2 separate regions of the Mus musculus genome follow, and region 1 is linked to region 2. A link is a contact called in public Micro-C data. All regions are on one chromosome and are shown on one strand. The core of a region is the stretch at or near the end of the contact, and the rest is flanking DNA. Distances in the headings are between cores, read along the strand shown.

Region 1 (6,897 bases), core at 1,770-4,269, 270 kb before region 2:
AAGTTCCTGAGCTCAGGGGGACTGCAAAAGAGAATTTTCTAATGCGCGTGCCTTATATTAGGGGACATTGCCCAGACCTTCCAGACAGTATCGAAATCTTAAATGGCTCTGCTAGCTCTGAAGTTTAGCTGTCTTTGGCAGTCCAAGCGCCTCTACGTGGTCTCAATCTTCGGTGTATAGTCCAGAACAATCTGATATCTCTGTGGTCAAGAATATGCAGCTCAAATTCAAATAATTAAATAGCTGCATCGCTTTGCTCCTGTGGAGTCATCGTCGTTACTTACGGTTGGGTGCTTTACACACACTGCACATTTTTAAATTCACAAAGCCATCTATCATATAGCAATAAAGTATCAGTCCCATTTTAAAAGTAGATGATGAGACCAAAGCTTGGAGAGGTTTAGGAAGCCCACATAGCCACAGTGCTAACAAGTGTTAAAAGTCAAGACTCAAAGCTTTCCTCAAGTCCAAAGCCGTTTCCAGTGTCTGAAAGCAGCCTGAACACACAAGCCTGTCAGCAGCCCAGGCGGGGTTGAGGGAAGTGTTAACGTGATTGCTTTGTTCTAGCTCCACGGGGGTTTTATGCATTAACCCTTGCTCCCGGACGGTTTTGAAAGGACCTCAGGACTAGTTACCCTCAGCTTCCCTAGGCAGGAGGTTTAGATTACCCTGAGGCGATTCCTCTCTGTCAGCACTAGCTACAGGTCCTATAGCAACACATTGATTCATATAGGCATTGGATCTAAGAGGAGAGCAGCTTACCAGTATAATAAGCCTGTAGTAATGTTTGGCTGTGATGATCGTTTCAACGCCAACAAGATGCATAGCTTAGGGACACCCAAGTGACTCACCTCTGGCCTATGGCTTTGTTTAAGTGTTCATTTCAATTCCTTCAGCTTGCTGTCTCCTCCCACTTGCGCAGTCTCTTCTGCTTTTGAGTGATTTTCTGCCCACAAACATCCTAGAACTGGGACACAGTGGCACTTGTAGGAAAAGGGAAAGCAAGTTCAGCAATTCTGCTTTCCTGTGCTCAGTCTGCTTCTCTGAAACTGATGTATCTTTCAGGATGCCATTCCAACAATCTAAGCTGCTAAGGTAGTAAAGACAGTACCTCCCCTTATAAGATGGAATAATAGTTTTATTAATTAGGGTGTAACAACACAGTGAGCTATTGAAAACTAGATCCAACCAACAAAATCTACATTAGTTGAAACATTATATCAAGGTCTAAGTAAACCTCTCTCTCCCAAATTAAAAAAACAAAAACAAAAACTCTCTTCTTCAAATAAATCCATCTTCCTTGACAAACTCTAAAAAAATCAGACAAGAAGCAAACCAATGGGAACCTTACAATAAAAAGAAAACACTACCTTGATTGAGACATTGTATCTAAGGCCAGGAGAGATGGATGAGCAGCTAAAAGCATTTGCTCCTCTTTAGAGATCTGGAGGACTTCACTCCCTAGCACCCACACAGAGGGCTCACAACAGCCTGTAATCCCAGCTCCAGGAGATCTGATACTCTCTACTGACTTGCACACACTTATGAGTCCAGAGATTCCTGACCTGTGGGGAGGAGAGGGGAATGACTGGGACATGGTTGGAGGATGGGGGAGACTTGCAAAAAAGAGACACTGCTCTGCCAACTTGTCACCTTCGATCTTTTCAAAGTAGTTGGTCCAGACAAGGAAAAAAAAAAAAAACCTTCTAGTATGAAAAGTCTGCAGTTTTACTAATTTCTAATTTCCCTCAACATTGACACATTACAACCCAAATGCTGAAACGAGCAAACATAGACAGGATGGCCAGGCCAGTCTAAATCAGAACTTCCTCAGATGCCAACATTCTGTTTACACGGGATGTTCTTCATAGTTATTCTGGCTCTCGATTTCGCCCATAACTATGTTTCGGGAGCTGTGAAGAGGATGCAATGGGAGACAGGGTATGTCTTTCTTTTTATGTTCTTCACCCCACCCCTCCCCTACCCCCTTAAGACCTACCAAGAGGTTCCTAATCGCCAGATCAACTGGCTGGAAAGGAGAGCAAATATTTACAAGTATAGCTTGAGTGTGTGTGTCCTCTAGAGTTTACATGGTTGAGAGTGAAGCGGATTACCCCGCGAATTTGGAGAATTCGAATTATTTAGACTGAGCAAGGCCAACAGGACTCCCTCCACAAGGCTGTGGGAAGTCCTTAGCCCAGTCTGCGTCTGCAAGGCAGATAGATGGTTCCGTGTGGGGGGGGGGCGGGGGAGGAGCCAGAAAGTCACTATGCATCGCATGGTCCCCTTAGAGCTCCAAGTCCTGACCCCCCCTCCTTGCTTCAGGCCACTTCCCTACTTTCAGAGTCTCCAGAATAGAAAACCCAGACTAGAAGGGAAACAAACCACCACACAGCAGAAAGCCAGGTTCGCCAAAAACAAAATCAACAAAAACAAACAAAAAATCAAAACAAAGTATCCTTCCTACAGGCACCCTGCAGCTCAGCATTCTTTCCCAGAGCCCTGCCTCTCCAGCTCTCTGTGAAAAGAGACATAACTTGGGGACTGTCAAGTAGGGGACCTAGCACTAGGCACTGTGCTGCGTCACCAGGTTAATGCCGCTCAGCGATGAGGAATTTGCTCTACTGGGCCCTTCTCAACTATTTGGGAGCTCCAGTAGGAAAGGTAGAAAATGCGGAACTCAGTAGGACTTCCTTTGGTGACATTCAGTCCAGAGCAACGCAAATGCCTGTTTCTGGGTAGCAGTGAAAGTGCCTCTCTAGACAGCGCATGCTTCCCTCCTGCGGGATCTGAGACTCTGGGCGGAGGCGGTCCGGCTAGCTCCGCCACCCTGTTCACTGTGCGTCTTCTCCGGCTCTCCACCGGGAGCGCAGAGGCAGGAGGGCGCAGTGCCCTAGGCGCTCTCTCCCTGCGCCGCTCGGCCCCGCCCCACTCCGCACAGTCTGGAAGCAGTGACGTGAGACCACGCTGACTGGCTGCTGCCCGCAGGGATGGCCACCGCCAGCAAATTAAGGCGCGAGGCAGCAGGCGCCTAGGCACAGTTTAGGTCGCGCCTTGCTGCGCTCTGCAGAGAGGAGATCCGACTCCCTGGTTTCCGCACCCTCTAGAGTCCCACGCCGATCGTCACCTCCTCGGACTTGGGCCACTCAGCGGACCCAAGGAGGGAAGGGAGGGAGAACTCGGCGTGGGTGCTGGGGACCCCGCGTTTTGCGCAGTGGGCTTACAGTTTTGAGTTCCCGGCTGGTCCCCACCCTGCTTTCCTGCTGGTTCGAAGTCTCTGCGGCTCCCCTGCTTTGCTCTAGTGGACTGGAGAGGCCATCAAAACCTGGGAACGGACGCTTCGGGGGGGTCCCCAGTTCCGCTTTGCTTGCTCTCTGGAACTTTGAGCTGCAGTTTCGGGTCTTTGTCTCCCTTTGGGGAAGCTGGACTGTGGTTTGTCAGTCCAGGTTCCTGAGCAGGACCGCACGCTGGGAACCATGGAGTTCACGGCGTCGCCCAAGCCCCAGCTCTCCTCTCGAGCCAATGCCTTCTCCATCGCCGCGCTTATGTCCAGCGGCGGCCCCAAGGAGAAGGAGGCAGCAGAGAACACCATCAAACCCCTGGGTAAGTCGGGGTACTAGGCAGTCAGTATGGGCCCTGCTAATCTGTTTCCCGGGTGCGGGCAGTTTGCTCCGCGGGAAGCAAAGGTGGCTTTTTCTACCGTCTGGATCTACTGCTAAGTCTCAGAGTATGGACCAGAATTCGGTCCTGGGAGAAAGACTTTTTTTTTTTCTTTTCCTCTCAAGTTTTCTTTGGAGGCTTCACCATCAATTAAAGGTAGTGAATTCTCACTACCGGCTTGTGTTTGTATTCGCTTTCCCCAGTTTCTTGGAATCTCGACATCACTTAGATAGTATGAATGCTGTACAAATTTGTTTGTTTGAATGAAAACAAATTCAAGGACAAGTAAGGGTTAAGATTCGGGATCCACGGTGGTATATAACACCCAAGCCTGCGCTTGGAATCAAAGACTCTGAGACTTCACAAGAAGCCAGTTTAATTTTTCTATCACAATTAACAGTCTTAATATGTCTGAAAAGGACTATAAAATAGGCCGGTTTTTCCACGCAAGAGCCGGCTTTTTTTTTTTTTTTTTTTTTTGGTCAGGAACCCCCATTTTATACTTGCGATTTTCAATTGAGACTGGCAAGGCCTCCCCAAATTCCTCGAAATTTAACACTGTCTCTATAAAAACTGTTTTCTTTACAGAGGAAACTAGGCACAGATTAAAGAGAGATGAGCGGTGAGGGTGTCTTGAGCACACGAGAGTTGTATAAAAGCAACTGCTCAGGATAGGGGTTCTGAAAACCCTTACAACCCAGGGAAAATGAGTTGCTATTCTAAGGGCCTTGGTAATAATTATCGCACACCCTAATCGCCGACTATCAGAAATCAAGTAGCTAAGTTAAGACAGTTGAAAAAAGTCATCACTTTTTTCTTTTTCGCTATCCCTTCCCAACTCTAATACATTTCACATCCAAGATAAACACTAGAGAAGAAAGGGGCTTGGGAAACTAAGGAGTTTACACAGTGACAGGAGATTACTAAAGTCCAAAACAACAGTGGTACCAAGGAGATGTAAGACAGGGAAATGAGTGTGAATAAGAACTCCTAACTTCCACCTAAGTCAAGATCTGCGAAGGCAATGTGAGCAAGCCAACAAATCCTGATTATTTAGAGAGAGCATTGGCTACTACTGTCCAAGTTGGACCTGCTGAGGCTTCCGATCATTATCCTTGTACTTAGGGAATTTAATACCCCCATCTCATTTTGGTACCCAGTAGGAAAAGAAGATCTCAGGTCAAAATTCCTGACAAACATGTGAGCAGTGGTCTGGAAGCTTGCCAGCTCCACTACTCTCATTTCTGTATCAGTTCTTTAACTAGTTTTCTAAATAAAACAGAATAAAACAAAGCAACAACAAAAAATGTTCTTCAATCAAAATTACAAATTTTAAATGCTAAGCCAATCCTAGCTCTCACCCCGGTTACCCCCTCCAGTCTCTGAAAGGAGTCTGGTCACCTGTTTGGAGAACAACTCTTGTCCATTTTATTCTTATCCCTTACACTCACCAGCCCAACAGAACAAATTACTTAATGTCTAAATCAAGACTCAGAAACTGAAACACCCAAAGGTTCTTTTAGGAGATAGAAGGTTGTTTCATTGGGGAAAAAGATGTCTGCAGATGGTGGATTTCCAATGTGTCACTCAAGTATATTAGCTCTACTCCAGTAACCTCCTGGGCAGTTCTTTCTTGTTGTCCTTCTCTATTTCTGTGGTGCTCTGGCCAGGTGGCACTTACAGGGCTTGCCTGTCAGTTGTTGGAAAATAAGAGAAAATTAGATGGTGTCCCAATTCCCTATAAAGATGTGGTGTATATTCACTTCCAAAAGTGTTTCAGGATGTTGGTACTTTCTGGGTTCCTTTGATTTTGAAACAACCTGCATGATAATTCACTTGATAATACTTAATTCACTCACGTCTATTTTCCGTTAGCCTCACATTAAGAAGCATGAGAGATAGGAACCATTTCATCGCACAAACTCAAGCACACACCACACACATGTGCGTACACACAACTGGCACTGGTTGGCATTCAGGAGAGCAGTTAGAACATGCTGGTTTGATGGTAGGGGGTTTGAAGTAATTTCTTTTTTAAGAGATGAAAGATAATTGGCAGAGGAAAACAAATTCAATCAAACAAACACCCTGTATTGCCCCAAAGTTAGTGTCCAGTCCCTTATCTGCTGAGCCAGAAAATGTCTGACTCATAGGCAGTGATATTTCAATCTACTGGTGATTGGCAAAACCTTTTCCTCTTTCAATTCCTGCTATCTGGAGTTGAAGTTGTTTCTCTCACTTCCAGGGCTATTTGGAAGAAAAGCAGTTGCATACATAATCGCTCTACTAATCTATCCCTATCTTAAAAAAAAATCTGTTCGAGTCCACCCCTGTGATTTAGCATGCTGGGTGCTGGTATTTTTCTAGTGCTACCCTCTGCAGCTGCAAAGTCTAGAATTTGGGTTGATTGTCATAATAGTTACATTTTATCTTTCAAGACCACAGCCTTCCCTTTCCTTCATTCCTTATATTTTATTCTTAAGAGAGCTACAGCCATGTAAGTAATAAATCGGCCCTTGTTCTAGATAGATCCTGCTCATTTGATTTAGTTAGCGTCCAGCCCCGGGCATGTCCCAGGTTCATTTGCACAGTTATGAATCATGCGTTTCTGCCGGGGGTTTCAGAGTTTAGTCAAATCCAAGTACATGTTTTGGGTACTCTTCCCAGCTCCTTCCTACTATGTTCCTTGTTAGTTAGTAATAGCGGTCAGTCTTCCTTCTCCTTTCCTCCAGAACAATTTGTGGAGAAATCATCATGTGCCCAGCCACTGGGTGAGCTGACGAGTCTGGATGCTCACGCGGAGTTTGGCGGCGGGGGCGGCAGCCCATCCTCATCCTCTCTGTGCACAGAGCCACTGATACCCACCACCCCCATCATCCCCAGCGAAGAGATGGCTAAAATCGCCTGCAGCCTGGAAACGAAGGAGCTCTGGGACAAATTCCATGAACTGGGCACGGAGATGATAATCACCAAGTCTGGCAGGTAAGTTGGTGTGGGCGGGCGGGCACTGATCAAAGGGTACACCCTGCGCTCTCAGGAGCCATAATTTAGAGTTGCCGGGCGGAGCGCAGAGCGGTGGCTGAGCTCAGGGCTCTTAGCTTCCCACCAGTTCCCTTAGAAAGGTCTGTGAAACTGGAAGTGAAACAGGGTATGGCTGCAGGACGCCACACGTGGAGATCGGGACCTTGTGGCGCGGCGCTGCACCGTCTTTGCTCTGGCCCTGGCATTTTGGGTTCC
Region 2 (6,952 bases), core at 2,761-5,260:
TCTTCCAGGATAGAGATTTGACATATGAATCTTTAATGTTTTTAATATATGCTAAGGCACTTGGGACCTAGTAAGCCTTCAATAATTGGAATTATACTTTAGTTTAATGGACATGCACTTCTGCCATAGAGTGATTGTCTGAGTGCTATGACTAAGCCTAATAATAAACTCTCTGGGGAACACTCATGGGGGCAGGAATATTTTAAGTTACAAGGTCAGAATCAAGAAAGGCACAAGATAAAAAAAATATAAAAAGCAATAAAGTAGCAATTTATATATTTTCTCCCCACTTTAGAGATACATTAAAGCAAATACAATGACAGGCTAATGTTGGAGCTTTGCCTGAAGCCAGTTGCTACACAGATAGATCTTTTGTACCAATTTAAGTTTCAGTGAAGTGACAGGATTATTCTGGTTCCTGTCTTGGTAGAAGCAGCTGTTGAGCCAGGAAACCAGAATCTGGAACTAACTTTAGGGCACTTCTTTAAAATAGAGCTCAAATGATCTTGCTGAAGAGAATAAAAATTAGCACCAGAGACTCCACATTTGTCTGTTACCTATGAATAGGAAAACAGTGGGGTGGAGGGAGGAAAAGGCATTTGAAAGATCCAAAATAGAGCCTTAAATGATAACACAGAGGAGGCCAATTCCTAGCACGCCCCCCGCCCCCTCCCGCTTACTTTCTTCATTACTCATTACTAAGTTTTACCTTTCTGGATTACTTGTCTTGCTTTACGATTTAATACTTTTAATCTTCATTCTATGTCTACTTCATCTTTATATCATCTACCACTTATTCTTATAGGTGCACACAAAGTGTCTTCAACACATCCATGGGCAAAGTATAGTTTTATAGTGAGAATTGGATTGGTGTTTTGTTCAGGAATCAGCCTTGGAACATTTCTTGAGTAGTAGTAGTTCTTTTTGATTCCTGGCTTAGATTCTTTGTCTCAGGCTAGTATTCTATAGCATCGCAGTAGGAATTATCTTTCTGGTATACCATTAAAGCATAGAAAGCATACTAAATTTAAAGTCATATATGCCAATACTTAATTTAAAGTCATTGTAGCCTTGTCTTAATTCATGTGAGTGTGCACATATAACTTTTTAAAGATTTATTTCATTTGTATGAGTACATGGTCACTGTCTTTGGACACACCAGAAGAGGGCATCAGATTCCATTACAAAAGGATGTGAGCCACCATATCGTTGCTGGGAATTGAACTAAGGATCTGTGGAGGGGCAGTCAGTGCTCTTAACCTCTGAGCCATCTCTTTAGCCCAACATAATTTTTTATTAATTAAGAAGTAGCTTTTAGTTTGTCAGTTTTTAAAAAAATATCAATCACTATGTGGTAGGCACTGGTCTAATAATACAGAGACAAATAAACTGTATTCCAGATCTTCTAGAGTTTTAAAGGTTAAATCAAGTCTGGCATATTCTCTAAAGACTCCATTTTCAGTTCTACCACTTCCCAGAGCAAAACATCCTCCCTCTGAGGAGCAGGGCACCAGGAGTGGCCTGCTATTGTATCTAGGCTTAGTGATTCATGAAATGGATATTACTTTGTAAAGCACCTGTTGGAAGCAGGGTCAGTGAGTGATTCAGGTCAGATCTGAGAAACCTGACACCCAAGGAGTCGAGGACCATTAAAGTCTAGGGTGGCTCTTGATTTCCTGCCTCCGCTTGTGAGCCATCTCTTGGCTCAATTCTAAATAAAAATTCTTCTTATCCCAGAGAGGGGGAAACGGAGATTCAAAAGGTGAAGGGTGTGAAGAGGAGAGTCGTGCCAGGCATCAGAGCAGGGATTCCAACCTGGGTCTAGAAGAAACAAAAAATGAAACCAAAAAACAAAACCCAAAACTCAAACCAAGCACCATCCCCCTACCCCCACAGTTCACACTTCCCTTACTTGAGGTTTCCTGAGGGTGCATCACAGGAGAGGAATTAAGATCTACCGGGTCTGCCCCACCCATAAGTAGTCCTTTTCTAAGTCAACTGAGCAAATTTTCAGCCATGTTCTGAGCTTGGGTCAAAGCTGCAGCTAAAGATGACTACTAGAGAGATTTGGTTTCTTCCAGAAACTCAGGTCATGTGGAGAATGTTCAAGAGCTAGGAACATCATGTTTGATTATGCTGTTTCCTGTACTCATCCATTCATTTACTGAACAAGAAAATCATCTAACAGAATTGTACCAATTAATCAGTCGCCCCTCCCCCACCACAAGTTTTCCCCCACAGAGCCCAGAAAGCACTAGGAAACTTTTTTCTTTTTGTACACACTTTTAATTTTTCTCATACAGTATATTTTGATCATTTTTCCTCTCCCTAATTTTTCCCAGAACCTCCCTATCATTCAACTTCTTACCTCCCAAATCTTTTTAAAATACCACTCAAAAGCACAAAAATGAAACCTGGAACAAGCAAAAGATCAGTACAACAACAACAAAAATGTCAAAGTAAAACAAAAACTCCACAAACAACATAACCACAGAGTTCGTTTTTTTGTGTGTTAGCCAACTACTGGTGGGCCCAAGGACTGCCCTGGATTGTGGGTGATATAACCAGTGACACTCCATGGAAAAACTGATTGGGAAGCATGCCCCACATCTCAGGGACAAGCAATCCAATACTGTAGCTCCGTGTGTCTTCTAATTAATAAGTATGCTAGTGATGAAATTACTGTTATTGTCTTTGGCAGACACTGAAGTAAATTTCTTTTAATCTGGTAGGTTATAAATTTAGTATCAACCCTAGAAATAACACTCTATCAACCTGATACCTTATTTCACAATATAAGCCCCTGTATGACACTGTCAATCATTTTTTTAAATAGAGGTGTCTTAAACAGTTGTTCCTTGTTTTCAATACATAACTTAATAATCAAACTCAGGAAACTTACAAAGTGTAATATAGCGGTGAGTCCTTTAACAAAATCCATTCTTTGTGCCTGAGTTAATGAATGCTCATATTAATAAAGTCGTGAGCAATAGAAGCCAGAGCCTCCTGAAACCCCTGTAATTACTGTGGAGAAAAGTGAAACGATGTGCCTTGATTTCCAGCATCCAGACTTTTTGGAACAAGCTCATTTGGACAGGAGCCAAGAAATAAGTCTCGCTGCTGCAATTCTCCAAGGCTTTGTGCAAATAGCAATGGGCTGGAGGCAAGGAAGGTTAACTTGGAACATATTCTTTTTTTTTTTTTTTCTTTTTTCTTTCCCTGGGCTTCTTCATTAACTCCTACATCCTGCTATGAGAAAATTCGTTTTCAAGTGTCACATCTTTTAGCCGGTTTCCATACTTTCAGTATACATGAGGTAAAAGTAACACGTGGATAACCTTCCCTGACAGGCCCTTTTCATTTATGACTTGAGTTTGGGTTCCTACCCAGGCCTTCAGATTACATCCTCGCTCCGACCTACCGGACACTTATTTGAATACTCGGTCCACTCCCTGCTTCTCATCCTTGAACCAGAAACCTGGCTGTTCTGAGTGGCGAGGTCACACTTTTACCCCGTTAGTTTCTTGCACAAGCCTAATGCACAGAAACCCCGGAGTGTACCCACGGCGCCGTTCCGTGGCCACTAGGTTCCCGCCCCGCGCCACGCCGCCTCACAGCCAGATCCCCGGTTCCCGAGGGCGCACTGCCGCTTCCGGGAGGTCGTCCACGCTACTCCCCTGGCCGCCGGTCCCGCCCCGCTGGTAGCCCGCGCGTGCGCGCTTGGCCGCTGGAGCGCGCCCGGGCGCGCGCGCCGGAGGGGCGGGGCCGCGCCGCTCGCAGTTTGTCCCCGCCTCCGCCCCGCGGCGTTCCGTTGTCGCCCTGGCAACCCGAGAGCGGCAACGGCGGAGGCGCGGGAGTCCGGCGCCGCCTCTCGGCCGCCACGCGGTAGGCAGCGGCCACACGGCCCGCGCTGTCCCCGCCTCCCGGCCCGCCCTCGCCGGCCAGAGTGAGCGACCGCCAGTCCGCGGATCCCGGCCGCCGTCCGGGCGCGCGCAGCTAGCGGGCGCGACTATGCCAAGATGGTCCTGCAGGCGCGGAGCAAGCACCGGGACGCGGCTCCCAGGCCGCCCCGGTCGGCCCGCTCGTCGCCGCCGCCACTGAGCGGGGCATCCGAGGTGGACGCCGGGGAGCTGGGGTCGGAGCGCACGCCGCCGTCGCCGGGGCGCAGGGGCGCGGCGGGCAGGAAGGGACCCCGCGCAGGGACCGCCGCGCCCGCCCCGGACGGCCTCGCGGGCCGCCTGGCGGCCGGGCTGCACTGGGCGCTGGGCCTGCGGCGCGGGCGCGGCCGGACCTGGAGCACGCTGCTGCTAGGTGAGCCAGTTAGCAGCCCTCTCTGACTTTTCCCGGGACGCTCCTGCCTCCTCCCTACTCCTCCCCGCTCCTTCCGGGGCTCAGCTCCACACATCCTCTGCCCCGCGGTCCGCCCGGGCTTTTAAAAACATGGCCCCGAGATCAACAGCTGCTCGGCTGGCCGCGGGCGGGCTGGTCCGCGCCGAGGAGACTGGATTCTGCCTGCATCCACAGTCCACTCTTTACCCCTGGCCCAGCCGCTACTTCGGAGGATGGTTTGCTTGGTGATGCGAGCGATTCCTGGAGCTCGAAATACCCAGGTTTCCTGACTTAGAAAGTTGCCAAACTTATAATTAAATTTTAGCGTGCTTTTTCCCTTCTTGGCCGCAAACACTGAGGGTGGCACTTCGTGGTTCTGTCACTTTTCAGGCTGCGTCGTGTTTTGGATGCCCAAGCTTTAACCTTGCCTGCTGGCATCTCTTTACCTTCTTCCATGCACCAAATGGATGGGATGTAACTTGTGCCTAGAAGAAATAAAGTTGAGGCATTTACGTGTGGACTATCTTCTGGGTTCGTTTTCTGTGACTTTGTCGGATAAGGCAAGTTTATAGAAGTTGGATTAATAGGCCTAATTTTAACAAGCCCTTCATAAGGATTCTGTGATATTTTTGCCACGATGGGATTTAGTTGTTGAATTATGTAGTGATATTTTCTTACTATCTTTTCCCTGTTGCTTAATGACCTCTAAGAGTTTGGGGTGCTTGAAGTTTGGGGTTTAGACAGACAATACAGCAAAATCAGCCTTCCTGTGGGGCCAGCCTCTTCTGCAGCTGTATAGTTATTGAAAGCCAGTCATGGCTGTGTGTTTGTGGGTTCAAGAAGGCTGGCATCGTTACTAGGATTTTTTTTTTTTAAATACTTGGGTCAAGATTTGGCAAATTCATTATTTTCATCATTCCCTCCTTCAGCAGCTAGCTTGAGAACATGGCAAGTGTACAGGTTAAATCCACCTTGGGGAGGCAGCGTGGTACAGTGGCTGAGGTTGAAGGCACTCAGCACTGGTGCAGAGTGCTTGATTTTGGTTTAAGTCTCACTTTGAGGGCCTTCCTTCTGTGTTATATGGAGTTATCCCATGCCCTGCTTACCCAGGGATGTCCTGAAGAGCAATACCAACTCCTTGGGTGATGCATGTTTGTACCCAAAGCATTTTACAGCATCAGTTCCTATGTAAAAGCAAATGCATAATCCTGATTTCTGATCCCACGGCAGAAGAAAGCTCCAGCGTTTGTGAACGGCTAGTACAAACAGCAACTGTAGTAGAGTAAGGGATGACACTGTTTATTTTAGGGAGAGACAATAATAGATTTTAAAGGGTCCTGTTCTTTTCATGTTTTGTGGTACAGTTCCTTTGGGTTTGCTTATACTGGATGGCTTATATTTGGGTTTACTAATGCCCTTGCAGAAATACTGTTTTGTTCAATGCAGGTGGGCAGCATTTCTCTTGACTTGCTCTTTTTGACTTTGTGAGTGGAAGTACAGTGAATGTGGCAGGCCGTAGTCTTAGGTGTACCCTGGATAGAGGTCACCAAGGGTGGGAGTTAGGAGGAACACCACAGTCTCTGTCTTCTCGCTTGGCCATCTGCTGTGAGACCACACAGCACCTGGAGAGAATGAAGGCTCTGCTGAAGGATCAGGATCTGGTGTCCTTGGGTCAGTTCTGGCCCTGTACTCTCAAGGCCGGTATCCATAGTGATTTCTTTTGTACCACCATGTTGTGGAAGCTCAGAAAGCCACTGACCCTGCAGAGGGTCAGCAATTTCCATGTTTTTGTAGGCTGTGTAACTAACTACATTTCCTCCGATTGATTTCATCCCCCGGTGTGTGTGAGAGTTGCATCTCAGGGTGGAACTTTTAAAATAACTCCTTGGTCTTAACATGGTGAGAGGTTTTGCTAGTCACTTGTTGCTTGAATTACTTATAGCTGCTCAACTCTAAAAACTACATATTAAGCTGTGATAAAATGGCTTTATTCGTATTTTATAATAAATTTCCTAACTTGGAGTGCCATTACAGCAGCACATGTTAGAACTGGTTAGAGCTTTTCTTCATGTGTGCTGGGCACTGATAAGTCACTTGCCAATGTAGCTCTTCCATTGTTGGGCAGTGATGAGCATTACCTGTTTTAATAAGTACGTTTGATTTTCTTATATGTGAACATTGCTACTTACTTAATGGTGATGATTAAAGAGGCTCAAATTGTTTATTTTTAGTAGTTTCAGTTCACTTGCTCCCAGCTACAGGAGACAGTGGCGGAAGAAGAACCTTGAAAATGTTTTTCAAACTTTCCTGACCACAGAAAATAATATACATTGCCTCTAACCTGCTCCCACCATAGGAAGCTCATCTTAGCCCATAGATATGTCTGTATAGATTTCTGTGTTGAGGCAAGAAGCACTAATAATTGAGCTATCTTCAGAGGTAAGAACAAGGTTGAGAAACCTACAAAGGGTGTTAAGGCCGTGGACAGTAAGGCTCTACTACTGGAGAAGAGTGAGGTGTGGAGAACTGGCTCTGTCAAGATGTGTGCTCAGCTGCGCTTGAGGGAGCCCAAGAGGAGTTACACAGCCTTTCCACACTCTGGTCTCCTGCTTGTAGTGACCTT

What was found. Hi-C and Micro-C count contacts between places; a contact is called where the count stands out from the background.
Region 1: a contact with region 2 is called in a Micro-C map of embryonic stem cells, with 3 times the contacts expected there. The contact joins the promoter of Tbx20 here to the promoter of Dpy19l1 in region 2. A contact is called at or near these places in 1 of 39 promoter capture datasets (neural stem cells), 5 of 484 Hi-C or Micro-C datasets (cardiomyocytes, embryonic fibroblasts and embryonic stem cells) and 3 of 115 datasets of contacts at active chromatin or transcription factors (astrocytes, embryonic stem cells and stem cell-derived neural progenitor cells).

Annotation. Positions count from the first base shown.
Region 1 is chr9:24,770,425-24,777,321 of GRCm38.p6, reverse strand. It overlaps Tbx20 (T-box 20), which reads left to right and starts at 3,019. Exons shown (of 8, transcript NM_194263.2): 1 at 3,019-3,603; 2 at 6,393-6,642. The coding sequence starts at 3,477. Gm29824 (a long non-coding RNA gene) reads right to left here and starts at 1,598. Exons shown (of 3, transcript XR_870586.1): 1 at 1,371-1,598; 2 at 852-967.
Region 2 is chr9:24,500,198-24,507,149 of GRCm38.p6, reverse strand. Dpy19l1 (dpy-19-like 1 (C. elegans)) reads left to right here and starts at 4,010. Exons shown (of 23, transcript NM_001359948.1): 1 at 4,010-4,311. The coding sequence starts at 4,020. LOC115487153 (a long non-coding RNA gene) reads left to right here and starts at 4,617. Exons shown (of 2, transcript XR_003948106.1): 1 at 4,617-6,952.